3 separate regions of the Zea mays genome follow, and all the other regions are linked to region 1. A link is a contact called in public Hi-C data. All regions are on one chromosome and are shown on one strand. Each heading gives the region's core, a stretch centred on a gene start, on an enhancer-like site or on the middle of the called end of the contact. The rest is flanking DNA. Distances are from core to core; before and after follow the strand shown.

Evidence for each region. A called contact is a pair of places that touch in the nucleus more often than the background predicts.
Region 2: a contact with region 1 is called in a Hi-C map of leaf, with 6 times the contacts expected there. The contact joins the promoter of LOC100383579 here to the promoter of LOC100501122 in region 1. A contact is called at or near these places in 11 of 25 Hi-C or Micro-C datasets (bundle sheath, ear, endosperm and 4 more).
Region 3: a contact with region 1 is called in a Hi-C map of ear, with 2.1 times the contacts expected there. The contact joins the enhancer-like site here to the promoter of LOC100501122 in region 1. A contact is called at or near these places in 2 of 25 Hi-C or Micro-C datasets (ear and leaf).

The regions. Positions count from the first base shown.
Region 1 is chr2:72,012,205-72,016,581 of Zm-B73-REFERENCE-NAM-5.0, forward strand. It overlaps LOC100501122 (DNAJ heat shock N-terminal domain-containing protein), which reads right to left and starts at 1,856. Exons shown (of 2, transcript NM_001195932.1): 1 at 1,801-1,856; 2 at 1-718. The coding sequence starts at 556.
Region 2 is chr2:71,570,128-71,574,504 of Zm-B73-REFERENCE-NAM-5.0, forward strand. LOC100383579 (2-oxoglutarate dehydrogenase E1 component) reads right to left here and starts at 2,414. Exons shown (of 10, transcript NM_001176227.1): 1 at 2,351-2,414; 2 at 2,087-2,233; 3 at 283-1,963; 4 at 1-54. The coding sequence starts at 1,845. It overlaps LOC118476322, which reads right to left. Exons shown (of 5, transcript XM_035965296.1): 4 at 3,363-4,377; 5 at 2,906-3,292.
Region 3 is chr2:72,422,522-72,426,898 of Zm-B73-REFERENCE-NAM-5.0, forward strand. No RefSeq gene overlaps it. Among protein-coding and RNA genes, the nearest start is that of LOC109944512, 6.6 kb to the right of the region's middle. Within about 2 kb of position 2,015, at least 18 of the 20 cell types and tissues checked have an H3K27ac peak or open chromatin away from gene starts, as enhancers often do. A contact at or near this core is called in ear and leaf, where this site is marked.

The DNA.
Region 1 (4,377 bases), core at 606-3,105:
TCCAAAATGTATCAATCCCAACAGGACGAGTAGTAGCCTCAGCTGCAGCGGCAGCAGCAGCGGCAGCAGCTGCAGCAGCAGCATTCTTTCGAGCCCTCTTGTTTGCCTTCTTATCATAGGTATAAATGCCATTGGTTACATTGACAACAGAATGATTTCTTCGCTTCTCATCATAAACTACCTTCCTGCTAGTATCTGACAACACACTCCACGCCTCAGAGATCAGTTTGAAGGCCTCCTCAGCACCAACAGACTTGTTCTTGTCTGGGTGCAGCAGCAGAGCTAGCTTCCTATATTGCTTCCTCACCTCCTCTTCATCTGCAAAGGCACCTAGACACAATATCCTATACCAGTCACTCTCTCCATCAATCTTGGACTCAGCTGCAAGATGAACTTCAAGCGTTGAGACCATCTGCAATATGCCTTCAAGTGTTGGGCAGAGATTCTGGGCCTTGAGTGCATACTTCCGAGCACCCCTGATGTCTCGGGCATGGAACTTGGTCTCAGCAACATTTTTGGCTTTTAGGGCCACATCCATATTGTACTCCTCACTCATCTGCGCCTCTGGACTCGATTGGCCAACAAACTAACTTGAGAGGAAGCAGCAAAGCCCAAGATCAAGAACTGGACAAGATTAAGTGTGCATCCAGATTAGAAATCTTCATTGCCTTAGCCTGCAGTTAAGTACATCCAGATTAGAAATCTTCACTGCCTGGGCCTGCAGTTAAGTACATCCAGATTAGAAATCTCAACAAACATCAAAACGGAAGAACTCATGACGTAACAGTATATATTACAAAAACGCATGTAAATAAGCACTTAAGAGGTCCCAGAAAAGTAAACTACCACATTTCAACCAATTCATTTCAGATCCAAAGGAAATTAGAAGTGAGGGCTACAGTTAAACCATACTTATCGATAGCTCTATTTCATGGAGAACTGACATTTCAGCTCGGAAAGAGCATGTACTTCCATCAAACCACTATGCAACACTGAGATTCACTTCGCTAAATTCGGGCTCCCGAGCATCCTTACTCCGATTCCATCCTTGATCTACAGCTGCTAAACTAAGCAGATCAAGCAACTCCTCCAACAATTCCCACGACAAAAAATGGTGTCTTTCATAGCAACAAGTGGAACAAAAGATCCAAACTTTCTACACACGCCCACAAATATCGAACCTCACCGACAATAGCATGTAAAAAAAACCAAGCGAAACAAACAAACCAGGCCCCTAGGAGTAGGAGGCACCTTGAATCCAGTTCACGAACACCTCCCCCAAACCCCAGCTAGAATCGAAGAAACGCCTCGATCCGCGTGATCCACAGCCTTAAGAAGAGAAGGAACTGACTATGTGTTTGGTTCATGGGCTCATGGGGAACGGAGACCATGGTGTTTGGATCTGAGTCATGTGGGGACGGAGACCTAGCAGCGGAGCTGTGTGGCGGCCGCGCGGGGCCGGTCGCGGGGACGCTGGGGCTGCAGAGAGCGGACGCCACGCCGGAGCAGGTCGCGAGGACGCTGGGCCCCAGGCGGTGGTCGACAGAGCGCGGTTTCCTCTCCGGGCTGCGGCGCAGCGAGCGGAGGGAGGAGAAGGGTTCAGGCGGCGGGCGGAGGGGCGATCTCGGCTGCGGGGGAAGAAGACGCGGCGGCCGCCCCCTACTGATGGATCGGGGACTCCCGGCGAGACGGGCCTAACCCTAGGCGCCCGCCAGATCTGCCGCCGCGCCAGGCCGCGGCCGGCGGCGAGACGCACCTCAACCAGAAGCTGACAGAGAGAGGGATCGACTGGGGACTCACCGGCGCCGGATCTCCGGGAGGCGCGCTAATTCGGGGGGCCAGCCCCCAGAATTGCGAATTTTTGGGGCCCCGAATTTTATTTCGGGGCAGGAGCAAGCTCGAAAAAACGAAGCTTTTTTAGTCAAAGCCTCCGAAATTTTGCAATACACGACGGCAATGTGCTGAGAAGGGTCATGTAGCTTGCTGCAGCACAGTAGTAGTAGAAAAAGAGTAGGTCAGGTCATGTGTGTCCTGTAAAAAGGGAAATAAATTATTCCATCTCTGTTTTTTTTTGTTGTTGTTTGCTCCAAAAGTTTCGAACTTTGCCCCTATTCGGCGCCCCAAATTAATTCCGGTAACATTGCAGCCCAAATAACGGGTTCAGCCCTAAGCCAGGGGCTTTCTCGGGATTTCCAAGCTTTTTCCTCTTTATTTCACAAAAAAAATACGTGCATATAAAAGCAAAGAAGATGGTTGCCGAATTTATTTGGGATCAAGAGACCGATTACTGTTTTAGCTGGAGATTTGAGCCCAGCACAAGGGCGCTCGATATGGGAAATGGCTCTAATGTCCTCCTGGCGGGCCCCACATTACTCAGACATGCAAAAGGCACTCATGAAGTAATTTGCTTGCGTACAGCTACGCGATATACTAGTCGTATGCGTACGTGACACTTTATTAAGGGCTATTTGTGTAAAATCACAGCAGCGCGGGGTAACCTGGTGCTGTTGCTGGAACAACAAAATGCCAGGGATATATCAGGACTTTCACATGCTATATACTTATGGTTAATATATCACAACCACCAGCCAAAAAAGGTTCCTCTCTTAGCTCTATTCTTTTTCCTCCACTGGAGAAGATATCTCTTGTGTGAGACACGGATGGATAGTTTGGAAAATCCATTTTACCAAGTAATTTATATTTTTCAAATGAAAAATAAACTAATTTCTCTTAAGAAAATAAAAATCTCTTGAAAAAATAAGTTCTCAAACTAGCCCTCAGATGTCCTTTTTCCCAAGTGTGGGACCCACTCCCATTGTTACTAGTCTTTAAGCATTCCCTCTCGACATCATCACTCACCAGCACTTCTTTTCTCTGTACGGGTATCTGAAAAAGGAACACAGTAGTAAAATAAACAGCACTAACACAAAAATATCTAGAGCAAGTACTAACATTGTTGACGTTTCTTCTGTCAGTGTAACAACAATTCACAGACAGAGTAATCCTGCAACTGGTTCATACGTGATAAATACGGATTATATTGAGCTTGTAAAGTACAGAACATGAGCATTTGCCACAGCTTCCAATAAAACTGCAACCTTCAGCTGAAGCAGCACCCAGTTCCAGAAGACAGCAGATGATATGGACGAACATAAGGGTCCTTAGAGGCTTACTGGCTTAGAGTTTGTAATAGAACGTTAATCAAGATCACACTTCAGAGTTTATAATGGAACAGCTGGTGAGGACATAATGATGCGCTGGTGCTGTTATGGACATGCAGCAGCAAGAATGCAGGATGGTCTTGTTGCCCGCCCCTGAGGTAAATGAACTTGAAGGGTTGAAGCTGGAATTGCTGTTGAGAGCTGCTCACCCAATGGCCAGAAGGCCGAAAGTGCTCAAGAAATATGTAGGAGCTGATTCAGAGACGCGGGTGGCCACTGGCCAGGAGTAGAGAAATAAAAGTGAGCTTGTAGGTCCTTCTCATCCACTTCAAACTTTTCAGTTGTTGACGAATTAGCAGCCTGGGGCTCAGTGTATAGCCAGTGTAGAACAGCTGGGTAACTGATTGATCCTTCAGCTGAATAGGAAGACAACACAGATGTCATGAGAAAATAAGACCATTTTGGTACATTTTACGTTCAGAAGCTCAGGAAGAAAAAGGGATAGGGATCATCATTTTTTTAGACAGAGCAAATGCCAAGCAGTGAGAGTCAGTGTTTCTGATGTTACTGTAGCTTTTCTGCAAATACAGCGATGCTAGTAACGGAAATATGTATAAGAACAGATACCTAGTATTGCAAAATGCACTGGAACTTGGCCCATTGTGTGTTCCAGCTTCAGAATAGAAACAGTTCAGAGGAACTGTTCATACCTGGTAAGTTTGGAGCTCCGATAACACAATTTGACAAGGCTGGAAGAGCTCCGTGGTCCAAGTTAATGTTCATTGTAACAATCCTGATTCTTTTCTCTTCAGGTCGTTATTCCCAGATCCCAGGTGCAGTCTATATATGGGACCAAGCACACAGGAAAGTTGTGCAGGAAGCCAGAATTACTGGTAACAAGTTGATACGTCCCAAAAGAGAAACAACAAAATAACAACTAGGCCTTTTAGATTTGACAGAACCATATAAGATTCTATTACGCACATAAAAGAAAATTACAGTAGAGCTGGAGCTGAGAGGACATGTATGTCGTAGTACAAAGCCTTTATTACAGAATTCATGGTCCAAGCTTGAACTACAGTCTAGCTATCCGACACATGAGGCGTGTATAAATTTCTATTTGGGAACAGCAGTTCGTGTGGTAAAACCTCTCAAATGTTTAGAGAATATACAGGCAAACTTTAATTTTGTGTATGTATGACACATATATGCAAAA
Region 2 (4,377 bases), core at 1,164-3,663, 440 kb before region 1:
CTCTAACAACTTTCTTTGATAAATCTCAAGCGCACTTGGATGGTTCCTAATCACCTGGCACAAACAGAAAACTTTCCAAATGTGATGGGCACAATCACACATTTGACGGTGACAAATAATACTGAAACTCCACCAAATTTGATTATTCAGAATCAAGGTTGATTTCAGATTTCGAAGATTTCTTCTGATTATGATACCAAAAAATACATGATAGATTCATATTTTTTTCTGCCCTTCAGCATCTAACTAGATGGGGTACAAGATACAAAGAAGAGTGTGTACCTTGTACATCTTAGGTTGGGTGAAGGACGGCTCATCAATTTCATTATGGCCAAATCGCCGGTAGCATACAATGTCCACCACTACATCTGAATGAAATGTCTGTCGCCATTCTGCAGCGAGCTCACAGACATGAACCACGGCCTCCAAATCATCACCATTAACATGAAAAATCGGCGCATCCAATGCTTTCGCTACATCTGTGCAATACTGAGAGGATCTCCCTGACCTTGGATCAGTAGTGAAAGCAACCTGATTGTTGACCACGATATGTATTGTCCCACCAGTGGTGTAGTTTTCAAGGGCACTGAGATGCAGTGTCTCATACACAACGCCCTGCCCTGAGAAACTACCATCACCATGCAGCAACACACCCAAATTCTTGGTCCTGTCACGGTCATTGGAATAGTACTGTTTCGCTCTTGTCTTCCCAGCAACAACAGGATCGACTGCTTCCAAATGACTTGGGTTCGCAACCAGTGACAGATGGATATGTTTCCCGCCCCTGGTAGGCCTGTCATATGAAGTTCCAAGATGGTATTTGACATCACCAGTACCTGTATACAACCCCTCCCCTTCATTGACAGGCTTGGTACCACCACTAAACTCACTAAATATCTGTCGCAAGGGCTTCCTCACAACATTTCCCAAGACATTTAACCTGCCTCTGTGCGGCATCCCAATGACAATACTCTCTACACCAAGATCAGCTGCTCTGTCAAACATCTCCTTCATGCCAGGGATCAGAGTCTCAGCGCCTTCAAGACCAAACCGTTTTGCAGTCGTCCACTTGGTCGCCAAGAAATTCTCAAACTGTGTACTCCAGATAAGCCTATCCAGCATGACCTGACGACGATCATAAGTGTACTCCCTTGGGTTAACTGTTTCGATCCTATCCCTGAGCCAGTTGCACTTCTCCCTGTCAGGTATGTGCATGTACTCATACCCAATGGTGCCGCAGTAAGCCTGCTCGAGCCGCTCCAGCACGGAACGCAGTGTCTGCACTGGCCGGTTCTCGGACAAGAACCCAGCCATCATCCACACCCCAAGGAAGAATTCACGGTCCAAGTCTGCCTCAGAGAATCCATAGAACCCCGGGTCCAGCACATCCGGGACTGGGCGCTCCTCAAGCCCCAGTGGGTCGAGCTTGGCCTTCAGGTGGCCGCTCACCTGGTACGCCCTTACGAGCAGCAGCAGCCTCATGCTCTCCTGGATGGTCTGCCCGGAGAGGCCAGGCGAGGTGGCGGCAGCCTGGCCGACGAAGTTGCGGAAAAAGTTGTCCCAGGACTCGTCGACGGAGTTGGGGTCGGCCTCCCATGCTCGCTGCAGCTCCTCGAGGTAGACGCTACTGGTCCCGTCGAGGAAGCTGTCGGTGAGGCGCGAGAGCGGCACCGCACGGGGCGCGGGCGCGGCGAACCTGCGCGGGCGTGTGGAGTGGAAGTACCGCGCCGGCATTGCACCCGGGACGGCGCCACCGCTGCCGGCGAAGGGGCTCGCTGCGGCGCGCGAGAGGTTCCGCCGCAGCGCCAAACGAGCCAGACCGGACGCCGCCCGGAACAGCCCCATTTTCAGATCAAGGTCGCTTCACCAAAAATCGATCGCAAAATGTATGTGTCTGACTGTGGATTGCCGGAATCTAGCCTGCCATCAGTCGCCGCGCACGTGATCGATCGCACGTCCCCCTCTGCACCAGAACAGGAGATTTGATTAAGATCTCTATATAGAGAGCGGCAGGAACAACAACAAATTAGGCACCGAAATTCCAGTGGAAGGGGGCTCGTGGAAGGGAACTGAATTTCGCACGTACTGCTTCTGGGCTTCCCAAATCAAACTAAATCTCGATCGATTACGCACCGCACAGATCAATAATCACAGCAAAACTGGCATATCGGTCCTCATCCGAGATCGGTCACTCCGTACAGGGCACTGATGAACGCGATCTCTCCCCACAACCCTAGAGAATTAAGAACAATCACTAAGCTGATTCCGCAGCAAACAACCGATCGGATCACGACAGAAAACCGCGTGACGGAATCCGGCACGGAGGGCGCAACGAGCGGGCGGGGCTTACAGTGGGCGAGGTCAGCTGGAGCGGGGGAGACGGGGAGTAGAGGCCTGTCTCGCGCCGCGCTCCGGTTGTTCGGGAAAGGAGGATGGGAACGGTTATGCTTCGAGGGCGAGTTATTTGCCCGTTCACCATTATCAAAGGCGGGCTTCGCCCAATTGCCATCATGGGCAATGTGCTTCGCTACTCTGCCAGTTTCAAACAACGGTTCACAGATATAATGCCATTTGTACTTCTTCACTGACCTGGACGTTAACTCTTACACTTTAACTGACAATTATACCCTTGGCTCTTAACGTTGTTAACTGTACACGAACGAAGTTGGTGCCTAGACTGACTGCACACCTCCAAAACTGTACACGTCCAAACTGCTCACAGTTTCAGAGTTTCAAATACCCTATTCAGACCAAGCATTCACACGTTAATTGTACCCTTGGCTCTTTTCACAGTTTCTAGCGCACAGCATTCACATGCATTCAGACCAAGCAAAAAAATGCACATGTTTTCAGCAAAAAAACAGCATTCAAATGACAAAGCTGGCGCAAAGTTTTCAGCACACCAAACGACAAAATTCACATGAAATTTCAGAGGTGTTCACAGTTCAAATGACCTCATAGATGTTCACAGTTTAGACTCACTGGTTTCATATATGTTCAGAAAGCTAGATAGTAAATTTTACACACATTCGACCCATACAAAGAGTCACACAGTTCATACATATTGATTTCAGACAGGTTCAAACAGACACATTCAAATATTTGTTGTTCTTCTTCTTCCTTGGTGTCATTCACTTGCTGTCAGGTTCTTCTTCCTTGGTGTTATTTTTTTTGCAGGCTTTGCATTCTTTATTGTTGCAAGCTTTGTTGGCGACACATTCAAATATTTGTTGCTGCCAAGGTTGAAGTCAGCCTGCTCGCTTGTGCTCTCCCCAAGCAACATAGCAAGCCCCTGCAAAAAAATGAATTAGAATGCAGTTATAATTAGTTGCAACACAGATAACTTCACAAATAGTGCTGACCTTCTAGTCAATCTAACAGGGCTATCCTGTAATATTGTTTCTCTATTTGGTCTGATAGGACTTGATATGATAGCATTTGTCTCTTGCACATCTTGGTATGCATTAGCTGTCTCTTGCGCAGTTTGGTCTACAGCAGCATTTGTCTCTTCCACATTTTGGCCTCTCCTTTTTGTTGGTAGTTTGGCATTCTCTCCATACTTAGTGGTATTCTTTCGTGGTTTCCTCTTCCTCTTTTTTGTTCCATTTAGCGAACACTTGTAGCTTGTTTCTCCGTGCCCTAGCTCTCCACATCTTTTGCACTTTCTTTTTCCTCGGATCATTTGTTTCTTTGTCCCCCATTCAGCTTCTACAGCAGCCACCTTTGCATCTTTTTTGGGTTTTCCACCACCTCCACCCTCCAAACAACTTTTGATCCTAAGTTTTCTCTGTCTACCAGCAAGCCTTTTGTCCAGTGGTGCTCCAACAACAAATGGCAAGTCCACTTCAGGCCATTGTGTTCTGTCAGGAAGTGGCTCAATCAATCTTGAGTATGCTTTCCTAAACCTCTCAACAGAATAATATTCATGCACAAAGTCTTCCATGTTTACATCTACTGTTTGTTGTGCTGTGATCAAAGCAAGAGCATGTTGACAAGGTTTACCTGTTTGCTGCCATTCCTCACAAGTGCAGTGATGCAAATAAGACTTCACCACATGCCTGTTATGGGTGCTGCTACTATCCAAAATCTCTGCAGAAATGCAGTTAGCCTTAACAACAGATAGATGTCCTAATCCCCTAGTCCTTGCTTTTAATTGATGTATTATTGCAGGAAGGATCCTTCCACTAAGTCTTTCTCCAATAATTCTCCTCTTGTTCCACAACACCATTACCATCTGCCTATACTTGTCAGCAAGTTCATGTACAGGCAAGTCTTTGAAGTCCTTAATCCAATTATTGAAGACTTCTGCAAGATTGTTTGTGATGTAATCACATTTGATTTCTGGGTTGAATTCACTCCTCCTCCATAACAGTTTGT
Region 3 (4,377 bases), core at 765-3,264, 410 kb after region 1:
ATATAATGAAATATTAACCCAAAACTGTATAAAGCAATAGCAAAACTACCCAAGTGATTCAGAGTAAACAAGGTAAAAGATAATCAGACTAGGGTGACCTATTGGTTCCCATCAAAATTAAACCTATGCATTGAATAGTGATAATAAAGAATATTATTAGGTAACAAAAGTGGATCAAGGGCACAACTTGCCTGGCACTTGAGATTCCAGTTACCAGGGTGATTCTTCAGATCCACGTGATCTCATCGCTAGTCGTAGAAAGACAAACAGACATGGTATAGATAAAATTAACATCACACCAAACATAAGTACAAACTAAATAATAATGATCTACGCGAAGCTACGAGATCACGAGATCGAGAACTATTAAAATCGGAGTTACGATCAAGGAGTTATGATTTTGTAAAAGATTTGTGTGATTAAAATATTAAACTATATTATAATTGGGTTAATATAAATTATATGAGAGGTTATTCTCTAAATAACTGTCTCAACTTTAATCTAGGTCATTATTTGATTAAAGATCATCTAGTCAAGTTATAATCCTAAGATCATAATATTATATTAATATTAAAGAAGTTAATCCAATAGACATAGTTTAATCCAATTAGTTACCTAATTATAAAAGTAGGGGATATCATATAACAAATGTTGCTACTGCGTAGTAAATATTTATACGAAGCTAACGCAACTGGAACGAGTCAATTTGGAATTAAAATGAAAGAGTTATGAATTTCTGAAGGTTTTATGTATTTGATACAAGATTAATTAAGGTATAAATTTTAATGTGGCTTTCATGTCAAAACAGAGACACTAAATGATAAACAACAATTTTATAAATTATAGAATTTGGAATGGATTAATTTTGAGCTAAAATGAATTTAATATGAATTATATAAGTTCTTTGGAATTATTTTGGTATTAAAATTCAATTTCTTTAACTATTTATCTAAATAATCAATTCTCTGGACCGGGCGCACTATTATTAGAATGTGTAGGGGTCTCAGTATAAGTCTTCCCAAGACCCAGAATGACTGGCGCCAGGACCGCGGGTTGAATACCTAAAAGCATAGGGTCTCTTTAGTGAAATGGCATGGCGAAGAGATATGATGGATTCTGAGCCATCCGACCCAGACACAAGGGCCTAGATTAGACCTAGGCTATTACGAATCGGTACATAACGGGGCCACACGATTCATAATCTACGGTCAGGATTTAATGACTCGCGGATCTAATCTCTGCCACTTATTGCTCATCCTACGTTCCAGATGAGATCCCTACGAATCGGTATGCAAGAATTCATCCCGGTCGTCAGTCACAGGATCAACGGACCTACTGGTGTCTTCTTCCTCACGACTCCTAGACACCGACGTCCGCGCGCCATGATGGCGGACCTGCCCTGCACTCCCGCCGTATAAGCTAAAACATCAAAGGGGTGGTAACGGCGAGAAAATAATGGAGGCATACCGTGGCTCAGCCCAGGGACGAGCAGCGACGCACTACGGCAGTCCCACTCGATCTTCTTCGCGCGGTGATAACGCGGTGCCCTCCCAACGCTGTAAGCACAGGGAACACCCCCTGCGTCCAGCGCGAACTTGCCGATCTCCCTAGCCCGATGCCGAGGTCCGGTGACGCGCGTCACGGACAAGCTCCATCGTCATCTCTGACCGACAGTGAAACTCTCTCTCTCTCTCTCTTTCTCGGTTCTCTCTTTCCTGGATGCTTAGTGGGGGCGCTTGGCTTTGCCCGAGGTGGCCGACGGGCACCGAGTGGATGGGGTGGCTGCGGTGCCCTCCACCCCCCTTTATATTGCTGAAGCCTCGGACTTCAGCCAGAGGGAATCGAGTCCAGAGATGCGCGAGCAACGCGCGTCATCTGTTGAGAATGGCCAGGGGGAAGACGACGGGTTCTGTTGAAGGAGTCCGGTTAACAGGGCGGGCCCGCAGTCCAGTGATCAGAAGGGAGTGCTCTGCGTACGCGTGAGTGGAGGTCACGCAGACAGGTTGGTCCCACCTGTCACCCAGCAATCGTGACGCGGGGGACAACTGGGCTGACCAAGCGCGGGTTGGGCTGCGCAACGTGGAGCTGGGCCGACGTGAAAGGGAATTGGTGGGCCGCGCGAGTTGAGAGAATTTGGGTCAGCTGAGGATTCATGCCCAATACGGGTACATTCTCATTTCTTTTTTTATTTTCCTCTTTTGGTTTTCATTTTCAAATTTCAAGTTTGAATTCAATTTTGATTCATCTTTCTGTTTCAAATTTGAAACAGATTCCAACCCTAGTGTGTCATATAAATCCTACTATTTTCGGTATTATTACTTATTTATCATATCTCTTTAAGTTTAGAGGCATAATATATAATTCAATAGGAATGCTTGTTGTCAGAGAGGGAATTCTCCGGCCGGGTGGCGGAGTGCACCCGCCCTTAATCCTAAGATAAGGAAGGGGCTTAAGCGTTTTGCCTGTCCGGCTAAGCGATTACCGAGCACATGAACACGCGAGAGTTTAGAGTGGTTTGGGCCACCGAAGCGTAATACCCTACTCCACTGTGTGTTGGATTGTTGTGGAAGCTTGAGAGTTCAGAATCTAAGTTGGGTCTCAGTCTGTGTCTAAAACCTTGTGTTGTAACGTTGCATGCCTCCCCTTTTATAGCTAAGGGGGGCATGCACAAAGGTACTGAGCCCCGACATGTGGGCCCAGGATCATAACAGATGTAGCACTTGGAGCTACAAATGTTCGCCGCTAGAGCAATCTTCTTGCGCCTTGACATCCGAGATCTGTGTAGTATCGGCGTGCAGAGGAAGCTTCTCGTATAAGGGATGATGAGCACAGTGCGCCGAGCGGCACGGGCGCACTGTTTGATAATGGACTGGACAGGTGCGCCATCTGCAGGATGGCCCTGGCGCCGCCTGCCAGTGGAGTGGACAGGACACATTAAATGCTGAGGGGGCACATTGCCTGTCAGCAAGGTGGGTAGGCAGCGCGTCCTCTCCGCAATAAATGCAGAGACCACACGGCTTTAGAGGCCTTACGTTAGGCTCCGCTCGCTGGCTTATGTCACGGGCTACAAGCCACGCGACAGCAGTGGGTCTCCGCCTGAGCGGGGAGCGCAAGCGCACATGATAAGGCCTGGACACGTGTCAGCACCGGACCCTTGCTTACGCCAGGGTATCCCCTGTCCTGGGACCTTGTTGCGGTCCGGACCTTACTGGAAGGGATCTGGGCCCCATCCAAGGGACCCGGCATGCTTGTTTGGGAGTCCCGGGCCATAATTGGGGGTCCGGGTTGTGCGTACAGGGGTCCGGTGCTCCTTCGAGGAGGTCCGATCCAAATGATACATTCTGGGATGCATCATCTTTTCTCGCCACGTGGTGCCCCTTGAGCCGCCCACGTGGCGGGGTTGGGTGATGTTCACCGTGTGGCTAGGGGACATCGTACGAGCACCGCGTCTTCATACTGTAGTAGGGGTACCCCTGATTCAGGGTACCGACACTTGTGTTCCAAACAAACAAAATCCATATATAGATATATTTATTTATTTTATTAGAATTCCAGTCTAATTATTCAAACATATATATATGAACAATTTAATATTGTCATTTATGTGTTCCAAGAAAGTATTTTCATGGATATGAAGATCTTTATCAAGGACATCTTTTGGAGAACCTCTTTCAAATTTCAAAATAGGTATTTTGGGTGTTACAAATCCTACCCTCTTAATAGAAATCTCGTCCTCGAGATTTGTAAGAAAAGGGTATATAACCATTTTATCTCAGAACATATGCACAAACAAAATCTCAGCATGATGCATAATTTATTAGCAACATATGAGGTCAAATAGACCTTATTATTCCTCCTAAAATAGTATCATACCATGTACTAACTAAAGTAACATTTAGATCTTACAAATAGTAGTATATATATATTTATGTAGCTTGGTGGAGCTGGTGGTGGTGGTGGAGGTAGTGGAAGATTGGGAGAGCATAGGTATCCGGCTACTATTTATGTGGGATATTAACTGAACAGGTTGAGGTAAGAAAGATTATGGCAAGGAAAAGACTTTATCCAAAATGTTTTTAAGTCCTGATTCATCTCGAGGTTCGCTTTGACTATTATATCCTTCCTTGTTGAAGTTGATCTTTTCTTCTCCGGTCTTGATCTCATTGATTCGAGGTTAGTGTATATTATCGGGGTTGGGAAATATGGTTAAGATAGATAATGAGGTAAACCACATGATGTAGATCAAAAATTTGTTTGATGTTAGGTGAGGATAGATTGATTATACCATTCATCATGACTCTATGGTTAGCTCTTCTGCTCATGGTTGAGTTGGTCTACACCTGGCTATTAGGGTATAATCTCTTCTACCAATATCAC